Linked DNA regions of Mus musculus: region 1 is linked to region 2. Evidence: chromatin contacts called from public Hi-C data. All regions are on one chromosome and are shown on one strand. The core of a region is the stretch at or near the end of the contact, and the rest is flanking DNA. Distances in the headings are between cores, read along the strand shown.

Region 1 (7,029 bases), core at 3,700-6,199, 420 kb before region 2:
GGGAGAGAGAGAAAGAGAGAGAGAGACAGAGAGAGAGAGAGACAGAGTGAGAGAGACAGGCAGAGAGAGAGACAGAGACAGAGAGAGACAGAGTGAGAGAAACAGGCAGAGAGAGAGACAGGCAGAGAGAGAGACAGGCAGAGAGGGAGAGAGAGATTAGTGTTTAAAGTACATTTATTCAGCAACAATGATATTCTTTAGAATTATGTGGTGAGAAACCAAGTTTCTCAGTGTTTTCAAATCCTTGGCAAGTTACCTCTCATGGAGATTCAGGGACAATACATTAACATTCCCAGGAATTCTCAGAGACTTCAAAGTTCTCACTTTAAACAAACTTTTGAAAATCCTCACACTCAAGTATTATTTGGACAGCTAAATTTCACGTTAACGTTTAGAAAGGAGAACTTAGTACAAGTTCTTGGAATGAGTCCTTATGGTATATCACATTATCAGTACAAACTAAGGCCTTAACTGGGCAGTGCTCACGTGGGGTTCCACGAGAGGCTGTTATGCTATGGGGAGACCTAGATTTTAACGTCTGGTTTTTATCATTTGAAAATTCCTGTAGGCTGCAGTTCTTTGTCAGTACCACTTCAGAATGTATGGTTTATAAGTACTCAAAATATTTGGTATGTTTGAAGAAACATGCCATGGGACCATGTGGATAGAACAGTGCAGATGTGCTTCTTTGGATGTGGGGGCACATATATGTAATCCTAACACTCCGGAGGATGGTGAACTCAAGGCCAGCCTGGGCTAAATAGTAAGACTAGCCTGAGCTATATTTGGAAACTCTGTCTAAAGAAACAACAAATAAAAAACTAACACCCCAGTCCCACAATTCTTTTAGTCACTAAGACCCTCCAGGAACAACGTTTGGTTAAATCTCACCTATGCTTCTTATTTGGGTAAGTTTTTGTACTTCTCTGACCTTGATTTATCCATCTGTGAGTTGGGAGCAATACTTACTCCTTAGTAGCTGATATGCTCATACAGCTCTTAAGGCACGACAGCTCCATTGGTTATGTTTGTATAACTCCTCAGAGCTGTGGCCACGCAGGTAGGTACATCCTAAATGGCTTGCATTTGCATGTGTGTAGAGTCAGAATGAGCCGGTTGACATCTTTTTTATTTTTATTTTCAGTTTTTAATTAGAAATTTTCTTTATTTACATTTCAAATTTTATCCCCTTTCCTCATTTCCCTTCTGAAAATCCCCCTATCCCATCTCCTCTCCCTGCTCACTAACCCACCCACTCCTGCTTCCCTGTCCTGGCATTCCCCTACACCGGGGCATTGAGCCTTCACAAGGCCAAGGGCCTCTCCTCTCATTGAGGTCCCACAAGGCCATTCTCTGCTACATATGTGGCTAAAGCCTTGAGTCCCTCCTTGTGTACTCTTTGGTTGGTGGCTTAGTCCCTGGGAGCTCTGGGGGTACTGGTTGGTTCATATTGTTGTTCCTCCTATGGGTCTGCAAACCCCTTTAGCTCCTTGGGTCCTTTCTCTAGCTCCTCCATTGACATCTTGACATCTCCAGTTGACATCTTGAGATGCCTTTGTGCCTTCTGATTCTTCACAACTGTGAAGATTCTGTAACAATTAGTCAGCTTCGTGTAACGGTAAAAGCCAGGCTGTCTCCTGGGTTGTCTGGAAGGAGGCTGAGATAGGAAATGCTTGCAAACAGCTCCTAATCGTATTAGATCACTTGACAGTTTTGCATGAGCCATAAGTTGATAAACGAGGAAGGCCGGTCACTGTCGCAGTTATTAATGAGAAAAGCTACCGTCTTTATGGTAATGCATTTTGATGAGGGAGAAAAAAAATCACCTCCGGCAGAACCCATAAATGTGCAGTTGCTGCCTGGTTACTGCCTCTGCCCTTTTCTGGGCTTGTGTCAGAGAGGAGACACAGGCACAGAAATACAACGATGAGCCCTGAAGCCACACCTTCTGAGAAGCAGGCTTAGGGCAGACCATGTCACACATTGAACTCAAGGCTACTCTGCCTTTCTCGGCCAGGCCTCCTGAGACAGCTTGAAGTGGGTTTAAAAAAAAAAAAGATCATGTGCTTGGCCTTGCAAGACTTCAGTAGAGAAATTCAGCATCTGATAGGCTTACCTCTCTGCCAGTCTTTGACATGAGGCGATATCATTGGAAGAGGCAGTGAGGTTTTGACTGGGAGGGAGGGACATGTGCCGTAGGAGGGAGTGCTGGCCAGCATGCAGACTTTCTTACTGCTAAAGATGAAAGAGAAGTGATTATTATTACTCAACATATGTCCTAGTTACCATGGAAGGAGCCATGGGTTAGAAGTTCGATTGCCCTACCACTAAGTGGGTTTGCCTTTGGACACTAAGTGGGTTTGCCTTTGGACACTAAGTGGGTTTGCCTTTGGACACTAAGTGGGTGGGCCTTTGGACACTAAGTGGGTGGGCCTTTGGACACTAAGTGGGTGGGCCTTTGGACCAGGCCAAACTGACAGCTGTAGTACCGATTCTCTCTGATGTCCGAATCAAAATGGCTCTAGCTTAGGCTCTGATGGCTTACTGTGCTTTGCTATTCTAAAATTCACTTTCTTGGAGAAATGTTGCTAATGATGAAATGAACAAACAGACTGTTGGTTCCAGCTCAGGAGCCTGGGTTTCTTTAGCACCAGGGTTTTAAAACCCCTAGTACTTTAGCTGGGGCCATACACACAGCTCAGTGTTAGAAGTTACTGTGCAAGCATCAGACCATATCTTCAATTCTCAGATACAGTAAAGCTCACAGTACTTGTAGAAACCATCGCTTTACTTTATATACCCTTCCACATGCCCAGAAAAACACCATCTCTTTTTGCCTACTTACCCACTCCTAAGCCTTTCTGTTGGATGTTAGGAACCCATTGTAAGACAAGGATGACCCTTGAAGCAAAAACCAGGCCCAAATATTCTGGGTAGGAGCTAAGTGGACCAAAATAGCTCACAGACCCACAAGTTGCAGAAAAGATGAGACGGAAGATGCAGGCTCTTCTTTCCCCCACCCATGACCCAAGAACACTGTGAACTTGGTAATAGGATATGCTTTTAGGAGGCAGCCTCGCTATTTTAGAAATGGGTTTTGTAGCTGCTATGTAAAATCAGCATAGCTATTCACCAAGCAAATCAATGAAAAAAATACCATGTGCCAATTTGTGCTGGAGAACCACAGCTCCTCAAGCAATTACCAAGGCTGGCAAGATTGCACACTTTCCACCCACACCTGGAGAGTCCTGGTTTATTTTTAGGTAGTTGTGTCTGGGTTGGGCAACGGCTGTGCTGGAAGAGTTTCAACCTGTGCTGACTGACCTGTTCACATGAAACCACCTTTCTTCTACACTTGGAAGAAACCCATAACCCATAGTTATTCATCTCTTCATTTTCCTACTCTTTCTTCTGAAACACATTCTTACTTGCAACAGCATCTTACCAGGGCACTAGGCTACAAAAGATAGTGTGTGTGTGATGTGTGTGTGTGTGTGTGTGTGTGTGTGTGTGTGTGTGTGCTGGTGTGCATGCATGTGGTGGTAGTAAAGCAGTTTCTCAGGGCTGTTATGAGAATCTGCCATATACTGGTGGCTTAAAACAACTGGTAGTTATTGTTTCAAAGTTCAGGAAGCTGCACACCTGAAAACAAGATGTCAATAGGGCCGTGCTCACTCCGAAGGCTCTAAAAGAGAACCCTTTCTTGATTGGCCAGTTTCTGGTGTTTGTTTCTGATCTTTAGCATTTGGGGCCCTGGAGATGAATCACCCAACTCTTGTCTGTGTCCACACTTAACATTTTCTTCTGGGTCTATGCTTGGACTTTTTTTTTTTTTCATATAACAGCACCAATCACTGGCTCAGAGTCCACCCCAAATCACTAACTTCTTTTAAACTTGATTGTATCTTCAAAATGCGTCTTTCCAAATAAGATTGAATTCACAGTGCTTAGGATATTGAACATGTCCTCTGGGAGGACATAATTCAACTGGAAATAGGAATTATTGTTTTGGCAGTCATTTCACCCCAAGGTCCATATGGCTTCCTCCCGCACTATAGAGACTGGAAACCTTGGAATTATGTTCCCCAGAATCCCTCAGCATCAGAGCTCTGTTTTATAGTCTCCCAATGACAGAAAGTCATGCAATGAAGGAAGAAGAGAATAGAAGTTCTTGCTCCTGAGGGAGCATCACCAAGCAAACATGGTTGATCAATGGCAGATGTGGGATTACTGCAATAACTTCCATGTGCCCTCCTCAAGTTGCCTCTCTTGTTGTTGAAGAAAGCTGAGATCATTGCTGGTCACTGTGCAATCCCAGACTTCTTGGAAGCATTTGGTTTCTCTCTGTGGCCTTTGCCTCCTCGGTCCTCCTAACAGTTTTAACAGCTTCCTCCTTCCTCTGAAACCCCTCGAGTGGTGCCTGCTTTTCTGAGTAGGTATTGCGGTATCTTCTTGAAGTGATATCTGAGAACTTCCACAGTTTAAATTCCAACCTGCCTGAGAGCCCTCTCAGACTACTGGGCAGTTGGGAAATGTCTTACCCCTCAGTGACCGGTGAGCCTGCAGAGTGACTCGCGGCTGTCATAATCCGCCCAACCAAAGAGTCGGAATGAGGTTTCTCTGGAAAAGTTTACAATCATCAGGGGTCAGTACACACGAGGCTAGGTTACAGTGGAAAAAGCAAATGATGGTGCTCTTCGGTTGCCATGGAAACTGCAAAGGCAAGCATATGTGTCAGTTCTTTGGTTCAAAACCTTCTCTGGCTCCCCGTTGCCTGATGAATTAAGCACCAACCCTGGTACTCAGGATGCGTGTGGTAGATGCACTAGAATAAGAGGCTCGTGCTGACAAGGCTTTCATCGCTCCATCTTTGCTGCTGTACCTCTGGCAAGTTTTAATACTTCTTAGCAAGTGTGTGAGTGTCTGTGTCTACACTGCTGTGAAGCTAGCTGCTTGTCTGTTCCAGCTACCTTTCCCTGGCTTTCGCTACCCATTTGTCTGTACTGCCTCTCTTTGAACCGCTTTCCTCTCTCACCTCTTTCTCGTGACAAATCCTATCTTTTAAGGCTGATTTTGTAAACCCTTCTCTCTGTGAATCATTTTCTGGCTTTTGGCTTTCGTTCTCCATGGGTGGCCTGGTTGGGTTCTTAGGTATGCTTGAAGAAAAGTTGATAACCTTATTTTAGGGGACCAGTTTTAGGTTAACAGTGAAATGGAGTGGCCAGCCTGAGAGAGTCCCTGTATTCTCTCTTCCTGACATCTCTCCTCTTCCCTTCACATCACATGGCCTTCCTGTTCTCCTCTCCTCTTTTGGCATCAAGGGCATATGAAGAACTGCTCATTTGTTGTTGTCATTGCCTTAAATAGCTTTTTATAAATATGAGTGCATGTATACTTGCATGACAGAAGAGAGCATCAGATCTCGTTACAGGCTGTGAGCTACTATGTGGTGTGGGGACATCTGTGCTCTTAACCACTGAGTCAGCTGTCCAGCCCATTTTTTTTTTTTTACTTTTATTTTATGCACATTGGTGTTTTGCTGCATGCATGTCTGTGTGAGGGTGTCAGATCTTGGAATTACAGATAATTGTGAGCTGCCACGTGTGTACCATGTAGGTGCTGTGTGGGTGCTGGGAATTGAACCCAGGTCCTCTGGAAGAGCAATCAATGCACTTAACCACTGAGCCATCTCTCCAGACCCCAACTTTTGCTATTTTTAAGAGACAAAATCTTGCTCCATCTCCCAAGCAGAAGTTCCACTCCTACATGCAGTTCTCCTTGCTGCATCTTCCCAGGAAACAAGAGACCCTAGGCATGCGCTATCTCTAACACACACGACTCAAGCCAAATTTTGTATCAGTTCGTCCTATAGTCTCAAGAGGCTCCACAATAGACACAGACAGCAGGAAAAAGTTTCCCAGGCTCTTGCAAAAGGCACTGGCCATGAGAGGTCTTGGAACTCATCATGTATTCTACTGGGAGAAGGCTAGGGATCAGGTTAGGGTAGAAACCAGACACAAGTGGAGATCAAGCATATGGCCAAGACAAGCCAAAAGTGGAGTTAAAAATGTTGCAGAGGCCTTCCCTAGCCTGCAGGCGAAGAAACTAGGATCCTGCTAGTCCCAGGAACCTCTGTGGACATTATCATCTTCCTGTTTGAGATAGGAGGGGGTACTAGGACTCAGTTTTCTCATTCCTGACACTTGCTTTTACAGACAATTCTCTAGCTTTATTTATTTTTTGTGCTTAACGCAGCAGAATCCTGAAATGTAAAAGAAATCAAAGCAAGGCTGCTCCCATTGTAATGGAAATGAAAACCAGAGTGACCCCACCTCCACCCACTCCCCTCCCCCGCCCACCTCCCACCTTTCAAAATTTCCCTCAAACACATCTCAGGAAGCAACTCATAAACCACAGCACAGGGATGTGTTACATCTCCTAGCCACACCTTGAACTTGTTACTATAAATAAAACAGGATGTTACCATGGCAACCTGACAGTCTGTTGAAATTGCCCCTTATGGACCAAATTAGCCTGGATCGATAGTGCTTCCTGAATGCGGAATTACTTTCCTTTTGTTAAAAAAAAAAAAAAAGTTTGAACAAATTATAGAATAAAGCACTAGGGAAATGAGGTTGGAGTCGATGTTAGCTGCATCGCGCGGCAACGCCCACACAGGGTGTTCTTAGACACCTTAGAGTCGCTGAGCTGGTGCTCTCCAGGCCACCGCAGCTTTATTCACTGCTCTCTTCCGTGGCCTCTTCCCCAAAGGCAAGCCTTCCCCGCTGCTCGCATGTGTCATGAGAAAGGACACTTCTGTCTTTAACATCCTGCTTCCCCAGGCTCAGCTGTCCAGCGAGGAGATGCTGTCTTCAGAGATGGACAGGTTTTAAATGGCACTCCCCAAGCGGGCCGGGCAGAGTGGACCTCAGAGCAGATGTGGACCCAGACCTCACTCCAGGGAGGATTAGTGCTAGGGAAGCCATTAGTGAGCCCTGGAGCCTGAGACCTTCTGCAATTGTTCCTGTG
Region 2 (7,245 bases), core at 901-3,400:
GAAACCACAGGCCACTTTAGAACTGTAAGCTCTCAGTAGAGAATCTGTTGTATAATTGGAGATTCCTGTCACCCTTCAGGAATGACTGTTAATGCTGCAGATTAAATAACCACTTATGATCACTGATGCTTCTAAGTAACGGGAACAAGTTTCATTTCACCACCACAGTCCCCCAAACGATGCAGAAGCCTAAGTGAGCTTTTGCAAATATCCTCACTAAAGAGGTCACCAAAAAGGAGGGCAGAAGTGTCACGGCTAGAGCTGCATGCTGTTAGCGTAGCCATCAAATGCTAACATGGGAACATCAAAAGCTCACTGTCACAATACAGATAGTGGCTTTTGTCGATGGCGTGTTTTTTCCTATGGCATGTACATCTGTAGTTTTGTCTCCTAAAAATGGAGACACATTCGGCCTCCATGTTCACTTCTCTAAGTGTGGACGGTAAGCATGGAGGGGGTATGTGTCCAGCTCAGAACCCGATTAGCAGGCCCAGGAAAGGTGGTCTCCAAAATGGAAAAGGCATGTTCACTGTATGAAACTTTATGGGCGCTCATCAGTGTTCCAAAGGAGATAAAGAACACTACAGTTCTCAGAATAAACAGTGGAGTAGTCCACAGACTCCCAACGCTCCAGGCACTTCCTTTTATCTGTAATCCTAACTTCCCCATCACTCTGCACTCTGTATCACACTCTTGAATCCTTCTCCCACAGTTCCCTTAAGAGCAGTTATACCCCAGCCTGGTCCTTCACGATAGGCTTGCTCTGGGAGACCTGCTCAGGACAGGCAGCACCTTGCCCTCTCACACCTTGCTCACCGCTTAGGCAATCTCAGTCTTAGACTGTCAGTCAAACAGAGCCACAAAGCTCACGCTTACGAACCCTGTAGGTGACAGACAGTAAAAGCGGGAAGCCTTTTCCCTCTCAAAAGGCAGCAAAACAGTAAGTCGGCAACACAAATCCTCTGCCCAGAAGAAAAAGAAAAGGTTTGTAGCTTTTAGTTATTTTGAAAATGAGCAGAAGGTACGAAAGTTCTTAAGACAGAACAATAAATGTCCTCCCTCTATACTGACCGCTGACCGCCTTTGTGTCAGCTGCTGTTGGCTGACTATCCCTGTATCTTCACCTGCTGATGCGGCTGCAGCTGCTGCCTCACCTCACCACACACTGGGCACTGATGGTGCCAAAATAAAGCAGAAATGTCCCCACCCACCCCACCCCGCCCCCGCCCTATTCTCCAGAGAGTGGCGTGGGGCCTGAAGAATCTTCTTACACCTCAGCTCCAGGGGACTCCCAGTACCTAACCTCTCATTTGGAGGACAGAGTACCTATCGGCCACACACTTGGCCTCCTTCCCAGGGCAAGCTGGCATAAGGAAAGAGCGCGTTTGCATTACGGAACTCAGAGACAGACTGCTTCAGGGGGGCTGGGAAGGAAGCAGGAAGACCAGGCAAAAGAGCCTACTGCTCACAGGCCTGCCTCATAGGGGCCCTGGAGCTTTTGTCATCCTGAGCTCCTGGAGGGGGCCTGTGGATCCCCTCTCCAGACTGGTTTTTCCCAAGTGAAACCAATTACACCGAAAGACAAGTATCAAGATACTAAGAAGTTCCGGATAAGGCAGTCCGCGCTGCGTCCTCAGTGCAGCAGACCCAGAGCAGAAGCAGTCTAACTACTGGCCGCTGTGAACGCAGTTGTAAGGGAGCTGCTACAAATGAAAAGAATCAAGGATTTTAATTGGTGTGAACGACAAATGATGCAAATAGTACAGGCATCTGTCATTTATACTCACAACAGAAGAAAATGCTAGGCATTACTGAGATGCTAAAATGTCATTTTTTATGCTTTCCCAACTTGCAGATCTCTATAAATATTCTTTGCAGACTCCAACATAAAAAGCAGATGGAGGCATGAGCTCTCTGGCAGAGGCAAAGGGCCTGTGGAAGCCCAGTTGGACCTCTCCCTCTCTCTGGTCCTCATCTTCCTCCAGTCAGGCCCCAGGCTTCTCAGAGGGGCTGCAGACCACTCCCAGAGAGAACATATTACACCCTTGAAGAGCAAGCCAAACCACACCCATGCATCAGGTCTGTCTCAGGTCCCTCTTCCTGGGTCAGTTTCTCTTTTGAATGCCTTACTTCAGCTGAAGCTTCAGTTACAACCCCACAGCTGGTGCTCTGAGTCAGCCGGCTTTCCAAGTGCTTGCTGACGGACTCCTGGGCTCAGTTTTAACCTTCCCTCTGACTGAGTCACCTTTATCCTTACTTTTTGAATTCTCCCTTCAGATGTAGAGAATCACAGTTTCCAGATTTTTGTCAACGGACTGACTGCCTTAAACACCCGCAGTTTACTGTGGTAACTAGATCATTCTTTTCCTTCATGTTTCATTTTGTATCACAAAGAGTGGATCCCAGTGTGGGCGGCTCCCAGAGAGTAGTGCATAGCCCCCACACATATGTCCCTTCAGCTGTCTCCAAAGCAGCCTTCCTATAGAGATCCCTGGCACCCTGAGATACTGCATGCCCACACTTTCCTGTCTGTGATGTCTAGAGACTTCATGTGTACTCCTGGGAAGAGATGAGAAGGTGCTATGTGCCACAAGTCCTAGGAACTGCAGGAGCTTGAGAGCTACCCATGCCCAGACCCACAGCACCAAGTCCATCAGCCTTCTCCTGGACAGTTAAACTACGGTGGTGGCTACAGGCTGTGACAGGGAAGGAGGGAAGCCTATGCCATGGTAGCAATCAGAATTACTCTGAGTCAGTGGTCACCTTCCTAATACCGTTCCTCATGCTGTGGTGACCTCCAACTATAGAATTATTTTCACTGCTACTTCATAACTGCAATTCTGCTGTTATGAATCGTAATGTAAATATCTGTGTTTAAAAATGGTCTTAGGTGGCCCCCGTGAAAGGGTCATTTGATCCCCAAAAGGCTAGAGGTGGAATTGCTCAGGGAGTAAGAAATGCTGCAGGCAGGACAGCCAGGAGTTGAAGGCTCTCTATGATGAAGACGTTGCTTGATATTCCTTAATGGTAGGCCTGTGTTTTTAAGGTCACTCTGAGGTCAAAAGTCACTCTGTAAGGATGTGAGCCACAATAACAACAGAAGGCCTAACTAGTGGAAGTTTCTCAAAGACCAGGTCTCTGATGGCCCAGCTTAACCCCCGACTTCAGATACTCCAGAGAAACTCCAAGGTGCACGCCTCTAATCTCAGCACTCGGGAGGCAGGGTCAGGCAGATTTCAGAGTTTGAGGCCAGCCTGGTCTACAGAGTGAGTTCCAGGACAGCCAGGGCTATACAGAGAAACCCTGTCTCGAAAAACCAAAAGAAAAAAAAAAAGAGTAACGCTCTAACTCTTCATTCTTATAAGCCTTTCCTGAGGCCTTAACATGTTTTGTATATTCCTCTTAGGCTGGGAAGCAGGGTCATTTAGACAATAAGTATATCATTATCACTATCCTTGCATGGCTTACCTAGACTCTTAACACACAGAAGTATCTACAAAGTCACAAAAATGTTTCAAAAAAGCTAACTCTTATAATGAAAAAGAGGAATCAGAGCTGCTTGGAGTTAAGAGTCTCAGGCATGGTCTACATGGAAAAAGACGACAGCAAAGACATGAATCTTTGTTTCTGTTCTGGACTGCATGCAACTGAGTTCATCTCACACACACACACACAAACACACACAAACACACACACACACGCATTTGTATGTGTGCATATACACAAACTTCTCAGTACCACAAAAGAAGAAGAAAAAACCAAACCCCGGGTGCTGAAAGTGAGTGTGAAGCCAGAGTGACGGAAAAGCTTACTTGTAAAGATAGTACTCTGCAGAATCTAGATCTTCTCGGGATGCAATGTTGTCCACAAACTAGAGGAGAAAAACAATTCTTGGTTGAATACAAATTACGCCACATGTTTGATCTAGATCACGTGCTTATCTTTAAAAGGTATGCACGCACTCTTTTTATTGGAACGAGGCTCCTGTGGTAGTACTCCTTTCTGAAAACGCTTCACATTGGTAAAAACAAACAAAAGGCACACTGTAGCTTCTCTTCTCTGTACTTCTATATTTGGTCCAAAACAAAACAAGCAGCAAGAAAGCACCATTAAAAGCCAAACCCAAACCTTGCTCATACAGACAAGAGTGTCTCATGGAACTGTTTACAGACACTGTCGCCTTTATTGTCTTTCCTCTCCACCCTATACTCCAAACACATGGAACACAAAGTAGAAATGGCGGAGATTCATTTTTAAAATAAATAGAACTCATTTTTATCTTCTGTTCATTAGTGTTTTCTGTTCCTGCATGTGTGAGGGTGTCAGAAGCCCTGGAACTGGAGTCATGGGCAGGCGTGAGCCACCATGTGGATGCTGGGAATTGAACCCAGGCCCCCAGCAAGAGCAGCCAGGGCTCTTTTCCATCAAGCCACTTCTCCAGCTCCGAAATGGTGGAGATTCTTAACTCTGCAACAACAGTGTTCAGAACACTAAAATCTAAGTGGAGGGATTCCGTTTTAGCTGTTTTGACTCTGATTTTAGTGTTGATATGAAGCAACCGTTTTAGGACTGAGGCTTCTTCAAGCTATAAAATCTACTGAGCATTGATTGGTGCTGTGGACGCAGCTCATTGGTAGAGAGTACTTGACCAGCACTCGGGAGGCTCCAGATTCAATCACCAGCACTTGAAAAACAACCTGTGGAAACTCTAAGAGTCTGTTCTTTACCTACGATCTAAATGAGCAGGAAATACTCCCCAGGGTGGATTCTGCTCAGAGGTGGGAGATCTCAAGTCGGAAGACAGAATAGGAGACTAGGTGTGCTGTGAGTGTAACTAAAGCCTCATGAACAGAGAGAGAAGGGAAAGAAAAGGGAGACTTTCTAAAAATAAGCAGGCCCCCTGGGTTTGATTTAGAAATCCATTAAAGGGCAGATAACATGAGGTGCAAACACCAGCCCTGAGCCTGAAAAGCAGCTCTCCTGATAGCATGCTCTGGCACAAACAGATGGCACGGGCCCTCTGGGACTCAGCTGCTCCATCTGGATCAACAGCTACAGGCTTCCGTCCTGACGAGGTTCAGGTTGGAACATGCACACAAAAGCTCTTTAAAGTTCCAAGTGTTGTTTAAATGAAAATCGGGTATTTCAGCCCCCAGAGGGGGAATCACCCTGAAAACAATGGCCTCTCAATCTTCTCCACTGTGGGGGATCTTAGTCCCCAAGTCTAAGGAGTGACAACTGAACAGTTTCTCTAAGAGGACACAGGGCACAGAGAAGGGATCAGGGATGGAGGGAAAGACTCTTCCCTTCCCCTCATCTAGATTTAGTAGCTCTTGACTGAAGGACCCTGCTCACTTCTACAAAAGGTGTTTCCAAGATCTCATCACCTCTGAGGAAGATACAACCACTCTCAAGTTGGGGATGGGGAAACCGGAGAACACTGCTGCCCAGTATGGGAACCTGCTCTTGTCTTGATGGTGATTTCAGGTGGACTTTGATGTTCCAGCCTTTCTGCCTACATGCTGTGTGCATCTGCAAAGTTACCTCATCGTTTGTGCCTTACAAATACCACACACATCTCTCTCATGGCTGCTGTGGAAATGAACACACATGATGGATGCATGGCGAGAAACTACAAGAATGGCTGCTATGGAGGTGCCCTGTGGTGGTTCCTACAATCACTACTCCCAGTTGCTGGCCTCACAGTTCTCCTAGCCATTACCCAGCGGCAGTCAAGTTCACCGCTAGTATCCAGTCTTCCGCGGATGTTACCCGCTACTGAAAATATGTTCACTGCTATGACACTGAAGGATATATTAACTTTAAAAACACAGAATAATATGATCCGAGGAAAATAAATAAATCAGTGATTACTAACTTGAGTCTGGTATATTTATTTCCTTACATTTCAGCCACCACAGCACAAAATATCTACTGGTAATTATAAAAACATACTACACTGTGGAAAGTTATTCCCATGTGACTACTGTTTCTACAGCCCAGCCCAGCCTACAGTCTTGATTGCTTCCTTCTTTGAAAGTAGGTTGGAAATGTTCTTACCCGTGATATTGATAAAGAACTAACAGGCAATTTTCTTTCATACGCTTTGTCCATTAAGGATGCAAGATCAGCTGTGAAGACAGAAGACAAAGAACCCTGTTAAATATACACATTTCTCCAGGAAAATCTAACAGCTCTGACTCCTACCAGATGGCCGAGAACGTCACAAAGTCAGCGTCTAAACAGGTGCTCACTCTTGCTCTTTTTAAAAATTGAGGACAACTATTGAGTCAGTTTTAAATAATTTGATGAACTAGAGAATACAAGCACTTGGGAGGCAGAGGCAGGCGGATTTCTGAGTCCGAGGCCAGCCTGGTCTACAGAGTGAGTTCCAGGACAGCCAGGGCTATAGAGAGAAACCCTGTCTCGAAAAACCAAAAAAAAAGAGTACAAATTTAACTCTTAAAAATGGATTGATAAGGTGCCTCTTCAAGGAAACACAAAGCATGAGGTTTGTCAGTCTGTAGGTGAGAGACAGGCCAGGGAGCCATCACGAGCTCTTACTCCGTAGCAGTGTACGACAGTCACATATAGTAGCCACTCCAACGGCTTTAGAATGGTCATCTAGAATGGTTATATACTTTCATGTATTTGCTCACAAAGCAGAAAAGCCCCTGCCTCTCCTCCCTGATGAGCCTCCACCGCCCAAGTATTGGTTCCTCTCAACAGACCAGTCATCCTTAGGAAACTGGGAATGGGTGACATCACACTCAGCTCAGACCCTAAAATCACCTTGATCCACTCCAAATGGTTTTTGTGTTTGTTTGTTTATTTTATGCATGTGAGTACACTGTAGCTGTACTTCATGTGGTTACTGGGTATTGGATTTAGGACCTCTGCTAGCTCCAGTCAACTCTGCTCTCTGGCCCAGAGATTTATTTACTATTATAAATAAGTACACTGTAGTTGTCTCAGACACACCAGAAGGGGGCATCAGATCTCACTGTGGGTGGTTGTGAGCCACATATGGTTGCTGGGATTTGAACTCAGGACCTTTGGAAGAGCAGTCAGTTCTCTTACCTGATGAGCCATCTTGCCAGCCCTCCAAATGGTTTATGTCACATCCTGTCACTGTTTCTCATGTTTACAGTACTTTCTAGCTTCCTGCACTCTCAGCTCATGGTCCTATTCCATTTCGGTAGAAAGATAATCAAGAGAACATTATTATCCTTGTATCAAATCTAC

The links. Hi-C and Micro-C count contacts between places; a contact is called where the count stands out from the background.
Region 1: a Hi-C map of myocytes shows a contact between it and region 2, with 1.9 times the contacts expected there. The contact joins two enhancer-like sites. A contact is called at or near these places in 3 of 484 Hi-C or Micro-C datasets (the N1E-115 cell line, embryonic stem cells and myocytes), 1 of 115 datasets of contacts at active chromatin or transcription factors (large pre-B cells) and 1 of 9 other capture datasets (embryonic stem cells).

What each region holds. Positions count from the first base shown.
Region 1 is chr13:99,780,726-99,787,754 of GRCm38.p6, reverse strand. No RefSeq gene overlaps it. Among named protein-coding and RNA genes, the nearest start is that of Gm24471, 92 kb to the right of the region's middle. Within about 2 kb of position 4,949, at least 32 of the 459 cell types and tissues checked have an H3K27ac peak or open chromatin away from gene starts, as enhancers often do. A contact at or near this core is called in myocytes, where this site is marked.
Region 2 is chr13:99,361,851-99,369,095 of GRCm38.p6, reverse strand. It overlaps Mrps27 (mitochondrial ribosomal protein S27), which reads right to left. Exons shown (of 11, transcript NM_173757.3): 3 at 6,061-6,131; 4 at 3,813-3,871. Among named protein-coding and RNA genes, the nearest start is that of Mrps27, 21 kb to the right of the region's middle. Within about 2 kb of position 2,150, at least 36 of the 459 cell types and tissues checked have an H3K27ac peak or open chromatin away from gene starts, as enhancers often do. A contact at or near this core is called in myocytes, where this site is marked.